Regions from separate parts of the Mus musculus genome. Here region 2 is linked to region 1. Evidence: chromatin contacts called from public promoter capture Hi-C data. All regions are on one chromosome and are shown on one strand. The core of a region is the stretch at or near the end of the contact, and the rest is flanking DNA. Distances in the headings are between cores, read along the strand shown.

Region 1 (3,800 bases), core at 644-3,143:
CTCCAGATATGGTGGCACATCTGAACTGGTGCTCAGAAAATAGGTATTGTGAGAGCAAGCCTAGCCAGAGCAACACAGAGTCTATAGTAAAGCAAACAGGCAAGCCAGTGTCCCTATACCCGACTCAGCATCATCCTGCTCTTGAGAGTCAACTCCTGTGGCAGTCTTGTGATCGCCTCTGACAGGCTGTAGCAAAGACACGAGCACGTGCATTTAGAGGCTAACCTAGTTTTAGAAACCCTTTTCAGCCCAGGGGATTGTTTTTTATTCTTTTAAGCTCAACTGCACATTTAAAAGAATTTCAGAAGATTCAGTTCTTTTTTTTATTACAGGCAGGATGGATGGTAAAATGGCCAAGAAGCAAATATAAGAACATTGCTCTCTACTTGAATTTTATGAAACACAAATCAAACTTTAAATCTCGTGAAAGATATTAACTGCTGAGTGTGGTGACACATGCCTGTAATTGTGACACTTGGGGGTGGCAGGATGAGGCACAAGGATCAGAGGTTCAAGACATAGATCCATCCTTCAATGTATAGACAATCTGAGACCAGCCTGGGCTAAGTCAGGCCCGGTCACAAAAGAAAAAAATAATTGTCTTCCTTATATGATTCTTCCTTTATGCCCAATCTACATACGTATAAATGTTTCCATAGAACTTTATTACTATGAAGTAATTAGTAATGCCAATCTATTTTGTCCTTAAATATAAACAAACATTAAATGCACAATCATAATGCAGACACTATCCTTGAATGACTATGGTCGGCAACATTTTATTTTGCACTATAAAACAAAAAGAGCAGTCTCCACTGTGTGTTCCTGCTGCGATTCCTCCAGTTGCAGCTGTATCCATTTTCCTTCGTGGAGAACCGGGTGACTCTTCTATAACTCTATACCTCTAGACCAGAAAGCTTCCTCCTTCCTGGCTGATTCTTACCCTGACGCTGGGAACCTCCATTAACCTCATGCCACTGTGGGAATCTTCCCCTCTCCTCTTTCCCTGCCTGCAATCAGTGTCAGCCAATGGAATGCTATGCTCCACCACAGGCTGTCTGTGACCTGCAGGGGTCCTAGAACATCATGTTCTGCTTAAGATGTATAATTATGCTGCTTTCATAAAACCCTCTTGCTTTTCTCAGAATTTAAACTTTTATCTCAGAAATTGGCAACTACAGCGAGGAAGAGAGAAACATTTTCTGAGATGCAGACCAAAGAAGAAAGGAGTCTGTATTGCTCACTTGTACTCGTTCAATCCTTAGCTAAGGCTGTTTTTATTTTTCAGAGCACTATCAAAATCAATTACATTCTTCCATTCTTCTTACAAACCTAACATTACAGTCAAACAGTGAGATTTAAGTTACATCTGTCAGCTTGAAATCGGATAGCGCTGACAATTGTTGAGAGAATGTATCTAAGGCACAACACACAGCACCTGCTCCACAGTGAGTGATCCTTACTGACCATTCAACTGTGCTACTTCCAAAGAGGCTTTTTAAAACACATGCAGCTCTTCATTGACAAATACCTTTATTTGCAAAGTAAATGCTTTTTATTCAAATTTCAAAATGAGATCATTTAAGAATCTGTCTGTACCCAGTATAAAATGCTGTTTCATTCAGCTGGATGATAGTTCTGGTATTTTCTTACTGTATCAACTAACTCAGGAAAATAATGTCACAAATAGTAGTAACAGCGAAAGTTGTAGGTTTTTTTCTGAATCAAAATATTGCTATATAACATCTCCCAACTTTAAATAATTTTCATATTGGTTTAATAGCCCGTGTCTCTGTCGTCTTCTGTTCTGTACTTCACCTTCCCCTCCCACCCCTGTAAAGTGTCTCTCTGAGTGCACAAGTCAGTGTTACAGATACCAACAGTGCTGACTCACTCAAGAACGCTTCAGTGAGTCAGGCTGCTACGCACACTCCAGTGAAGTCTGCTTGGCAGGCCAAGAGGCCTGGAAGCACTCATGAGGCAAAGAGTTTCAAGGAAACTTAACCTCCTGGAACCAGGCGTTCTCATAACCTGTATACTCATACCATATCCCAGAGTTAGTCTGGTGTATGGATCCACGTGCTCTCTTTTAGTATTATTTTATTATAAGTGCCACTAAAGATTGAATTCTGACATAGGTAAGCCTCCACCAGTGTTCCAACGTCATAGAAAATCCTTGAAGCAGATGAGCTTGGAATTCAGTGAGAAGGCTATCTATTCAGTAATATTCAAATTTTCTTCTAGTAGAAACAGTGAAACTAACTATGCATTACAAAGAATGGAGCTGGAATAGCTCAGGGCTAGTCTGCAGTGATTACTTAGGACAGTAGCCAGTCTCACCCAAACAAGGGAATACACAATGGCTTAGCTAATAGGCTGGTTATGATGTAAGAGTTAAGGAATCCCACTGAGACAGGAATCTTCACTACAGCCAGGTATAATAGGCTACATTGCATATTAGAAGCAAGTTGGTGAATTCTTTGGACAAATGGAGATTCTCCACAGATACTTAAAAGAACAGCCAAGTTACACTCATAGGAGAATTTATCAAGGCCTAGGAAATAGGGGGATTGTGGTATTGCATTATTCATGAGAAGATCTGCTAGAGCAGACCCCCCTGGTGCTAGCTTTCACAAGGTTCAAAGGAGTAGCACAAATTGTGACTAGGGTGTGAAATCCTTACCTTTCATTAAGCTGACCCTAGGTAGGACAGTTTTATCTTTACTGTAAATATTACCTGGTTCCTGTAAGTCCCTTTGAAGTCATTCCTTTGTTTTGTGTCAGGTAACTTCAATGTACTTTGCCTGCTGTGACTTCCTACCCCTTTTATTTTCTGCATTATATAAGACTTGTGTTCACTTGGTGACAATACATTCAGATCCTACACAACCTCTTGTGTTGATTTTGCCTGTCATTTGCTGACTCCTTGTCCACCTGCAACCAGAGACCCTGTTCTATGCAGATAGAGACCAAAAGGGTCTGCAGCATCAGGCCAGCAAGTCAAGCACAGCATGGGTCCCTCAAGTAGACACTGACTCTCTCAGAACACAGTCTTTGTAAAGTTGACTGTGAGTGCCTGTTCTTTCTAAATGCCAGTCCAGACTCTGGGGACAAAATGACAAGCCAGGGTAACAAAGATTTCTGCTTTTATGGAAAGATTGGTAGGTGCCAGGGTCAAAAAGGACATGGCAGGAAGCTTTGAAAAGTGATCTGCTTTAGCTTACTCTCAGCTGGATGCATTAAAACAACAGAAATGTACTCTCCCATAGTTCTAGAAGGCAGATGTGGTAAAGCAGTATTACTCAGACCAAAATGTTCAGTGCCACATTCCTGCCACAGGCTACTGTGGTGTCACTTCTTGGCTTTCTGCATCTTTCTCTGTCTTCACTGCTGTCTTTCCCACTCCTTCATCTTCTAGTTTCTTCTACTAAGAGACATGTGTTGACATTGGGGCCCCATCTAAATGACCCAAGACAATATCACTATCTCCAGATTTAAGCACATTTTGAAATTACCTTGTTCTAAATTAAGGTAACATTTACAGTTTCCCAGCTTGATTCTTGGGGATAAGGGGAGGGGAAGTGAAGGGGACAGCATTCTGTCACTTCATTTCACCACTTAAGTAATAATTCTCACACATAAGAATATATAACACGATTGGTTGGTATTTCTTCAAGTCCTCTTGGGTGAGTGGCTTCTAGGTGGCTAAGTAGAAGCAAATGTTCCCATGTGCAGCTGCTGTAGTAACCAGACAAGGTGGTTGAGGCCTGACAAGTGAATTACACATCAAAGATCTGCAA
Region 2 (3,800 bases), core at 600-3,099, 850 kb before region 1:
TTTTAACACTATAATAAAGGTTACATATCAACCTAATGATGGAAAAGGACCAGTCAGTAGGACTTGACACTCAGATGCAGAAAAGTGACTATGTACTTTGAGGAAAAGGATAAACCTTAGCAACCGCATCCCTGGTCCTTCCTCAGCTGACTTGGGGCAGGGATGGAGCAAAAGTGCCCTGGCTGACTAAGTGCAGAGAAAAATCTGAGAGCCATGTGTCTTTCCCCACCATCTTGCTATCATTTTATTTGCCTCATATGATGTGATATGTGCATATGACATATAATATGTACACATGTACATTGCATGATATGTACATATGCACAGTTGTTGCCTCTCATATAAAACGATGTCTTTCTACCTCTTTACCCCTCTGGAAGGTGTTGAAGAGAATGCTACATATTCTTGTTTTTTAAGAATTTCTCAAAGCTGATCAATGATGGTATATGCCTTTAATCCCAAGTCTCGTGGCAGAGGCAGAGGCAGAGGCAGAGGCAGAGGCAGAGGCAGAGGCAGAGGCAGAGGCAGAGGCAGAGGCAGAGGCAGAGGCAGAGGCAGAGGCAGAGGCAGAGGCAGAGGCAGAGGCAGAGGCAGAGGCAGAGGCAGAGGCAGAGGCAGAGGCAGAGGCAGAGGCAGAGGCAGAGGCAGAGGCAGAGGCAGAGGCAGAGGCAGAGGCAGAGGCATCTCTTTGAAGCCAGCCTGGTTTACAGAGTGAGTTCCAGGACAGCCAGAGTTATGCAGAGAAACCATGTCTCAAACAACAACAACAACAACAACAACAACAACAACAACAACAACCACCACCACCACCAACAACAACAAAAGGTTCCCAAAATCCAAACAAACAAACAAACAAACAAACAAACAAACAAGAATTTTTTTCCTCTTCTCCCCCATATAGTTCTGGGAGCTCTCAGTGTGGCACAGCTGTCAGATGAAGGGAGCTGGGTGGGTTAGGTGTCTATACACAGCCCTTTCCTCAAACAATAAAATCCCTCAAGCTGCTTGTCAGTGACAGAAAAGCCAAAATGGTGACCCTGGACCACAGTAAAACTGTCACTAATTACATCCACAGTCTTCATAGATGGGTTTTTCTTTTGGGGAGAACACTGGAATTTGAACTCAGAACCTGGTACATAGAAAATGCCCTAGCACTGAGTCATTCCTGAGCAGGTGTGTAATGTGTGTCTGTGTGTTTGTGAATGTGTATGTGTGTACACGTGTGCACAACCCTCTTCTTACATTTTTGTTTTGCTGCAGCGCCTCACTAGGTTGCCCTACTGACCTTAAACTCCCTGTCAGATTTTTCCTCCTTGGCCCCAGAAGGTGGAATGTTCCAAAGGATACTAAAATGTGCTTCTATTTCTCCTCGCTGTGAAAGGACAAAGCCAGGGAAGTGGCAAGGAGGGATTGCAGCTGGCCAAGTCCTCCTCAGCAGGCCTGGAGGTGACAGAGAGGAGCTCTACTCCCCACCCCCACAGACTCTGGGCAGAGCCTGGTGTCTGCGACTCCATCTTTGACAAAAGTTCCCCTGCAGCTGGGCCTTTCCTCTGCTGCCCAGCCCTTTCACATCCTTAAAGCTCAGAGAACCTCCCTCAGGTCTCACATTTCATTCCTGCCTAGGAAGGTTTTCCAGTGTCTAGTTTTAAGCTATGTTAGTCACTGCTCAACAGATTGCATGCCCATTGATGAGTCATCCCCTCCCTCCTCCCCTTAGCTCCTGACAACCGTTAGAACATCCTTTATACTCACGAATCCTCCTGTTCTGGATATCACATGTCTGTGACTCACATCACACAGGCCCTACTGTGTCTGGCTTCTTTCCCTGTGAGCATATTGGCAGGCTCACACACAGAGTGTAGGAAATGGCACCGCCCTCATTTGTCTAATGTAGTAATAGTGTGTGGCCTGAGCAAACTCTGCTCATTCATGCATCTGTTGGGGGACCCTTGATTCACAAGCCCTTTGCCAGCTATGAGAAGCATGGTGGACGCTGGCTGCAGTGCCTGCCATGTCCTTGCTTCCTGTTCCTCTGAGTACCTGCCTAGAGTGAGATTGCTGCATCAACCTCTCCAAGGACGATGCACCATTCTCCAATTCCTACTGCTGCATAGGAAGGCTTGGAATTCTAGCTCTCCTAGGCTGTGACAACCACACATCACCTAGAAGGACAGTGCTGTAGAGGGTTCATCACCAAGGCAATTTACTGGCCAAGAGACAGGGGACCACTCTGCCCCTAGGGAATGAGGAGAAGTACACCCTAATATCTAGGTTTTAGACTCGCATGAGAGGTAGATTCAGACTTTGGCCACAGGTTCCAGACCCAGCTCATCTCACAGGCAGCATTAGATGCATTCAGCACCAGGCTCCTTAGACACCTGGTCTGAGAGCAGAAAGGATGGAGGGATATAGCTGGATCATGTCAGTACCCATGGAGTGCATGTGGTGGTCAGTTTAAGGTCTCAACTGACACTTAGGCACATTGTAATGGTTGGGATACTGGGCTGCTTTCAATAGAGGCCCCCATTCTTATCTCAATCCAAGGTCTTAATGGTGTAGCATCTCAGTGCTGGCCAGGGAAGGGATCATGTGTGTGTGTGTGTGTGTGTGTGTGTGTGTGTGTGTGTGTGTGTGTATGAGTGTGATTCTCTGCTGACCACAGGTCCACCTGTCAGTGTGTGTTCTTAGGTCCCTTGAGACTCAAATGTATCCCAACCTGGACAGCTTTCCCTCTGCCTGCAGGCCTCTGGCTGTTTCCAGGCTCCCAGGATTCTCCTTGGACACCACCCAGCAGCCCACACGAAAGCACCTTGGCCTCTGTCCCAGGATACCTTCCATCTGAGCAGAAATACTTAGACCTTAGAACAGAGCTCACATCCTGGTCCCAGGCCCCTTGTGCCGTCTTGAAAGCATCCAGAGTCTTGTTTTATCACCCACCTGTTCACCACCACTGTCAAGCCTTAGGAACAACAGACTTCTCAGCTTGGTGAAGGTTGGCTGTGTCTGAGGCGTCAGCAAACTTGGAATACCATAATAACTTAGCTGTGTGTCGGGGGAAATGGCTAAGCTTCTCTGTGCCTCAGTTTCCTCATCCATAAAGGGACTCATAATAGCACAGAGGCCAGAGGGCCATCCCAGGAGTCACAGAGTGTGAGTGACAATCTCTATGTGCCTGTTGTCATTAGAGGCTACCCCTTGCCAACAAGAGAACACTGCTACATTCAATGCAGTTATATGTTTATTGATCTTTTGCTCCTACCTCTTTATTCTGGTTGGTGGTGTTCCTCTTTTGTGTGAGGTTGGTCAGCTGGGAACTAAAAGAAAGGCTACTTTGTTCTAAGTAGGAGTGCCAGGGGAAAGGAGCTGCTCTGACCCACAGGCCCCATGCAGCTGCAGAAGTGAGGGCTCTAACTCTGTGCCAGATGTGGACAAAGTGAGGAGATCCTGCAGGGGGGCAGTGCTGGAGGCAAAGCCTGGAGAAGTGAAAGAGTGAGGCAGACTGGGCACCAAGTAGTCCTAGATGCTGCAGATAGACACGGGGCAGCAAGCTTTCCTCTTGGTCCATATGGGTTGGCCTGTAAGGTTGCACAGTCCCATCAAGACAGCAAGGCTGAAGGGAGACATAACCAGAGTCTAAACTGGGACTGAGCTTACTTGATGGGGCCCAGGCTTTTGGGTGGAGGCAGATACAGGGAGAGAGCAGGGGTAGGGGACAAGACAAATTTCAGGCTCAGGAACATGGGCTAGTGCTACCAAGAAGTCTGGGAGCATGGCACTGACTTCCCACAGGGATGTCTGTG

Evidence for each region. Promoter capture Hi-C pulls out the DNA fragments that hold promoters and counts their contacts.
Region 2: a promoter capture Hi-C map of trophoblast stem cells shows a contact between it and region 1, with 9 times the contacts expected there. The contact joins two enhancer-like sites. A contact is called at or near these places in 2 of 39 promoter capture datasets (the C10 cell line and trophoblast stem cells) and 1 of 484 Hi-C or Micro-C datasets (cortical neurons).

Annotation. Positions count from the first base shown.
Region 1 is chr12:103,563,439-103,567,238 of GRCm38.p6, reverse strand. The region is part of intron 3 of Ppp4r4 (protein phosphatase 4, regulatory subunit 4); the gene reads right to left. Among named protein-coding and RNA genes, the nearest start is that of Ppp4r4, 33 kb to the right of the region's middle. Within about 2 kb of position 1,893, at least 34 of the 459 cell types and tissues checked have an H3K27ac peak or open chromatin away from gene starts, as enhancers often do. A contact at or near this core is called in trophoblast stem cells, where this site is marked.
Region 2 is chr12:104,413,755-104,417,554 of GRCm38.p6, reverse strand. It overlaps Serpina3n (serine (or cysteine) peptidase inhibitor, clade A, member 3N), which reads right to left. Exons shown (of 5, transcript NM_009252.2): 5 at 3,226-3,800. Among named protein-coding and RNA genes, the nearest start is that of Gm24334, 3.7 kb to the left of the region's middle. Within about 2 kb of position 1,849, at least 100 of the 459 cell types and tissues checked have an H3K27ac peak or open chromatin away from gene starts, as enhancers often do. A contact at or near this core is called in trophoblast stem cells, where this site is marked.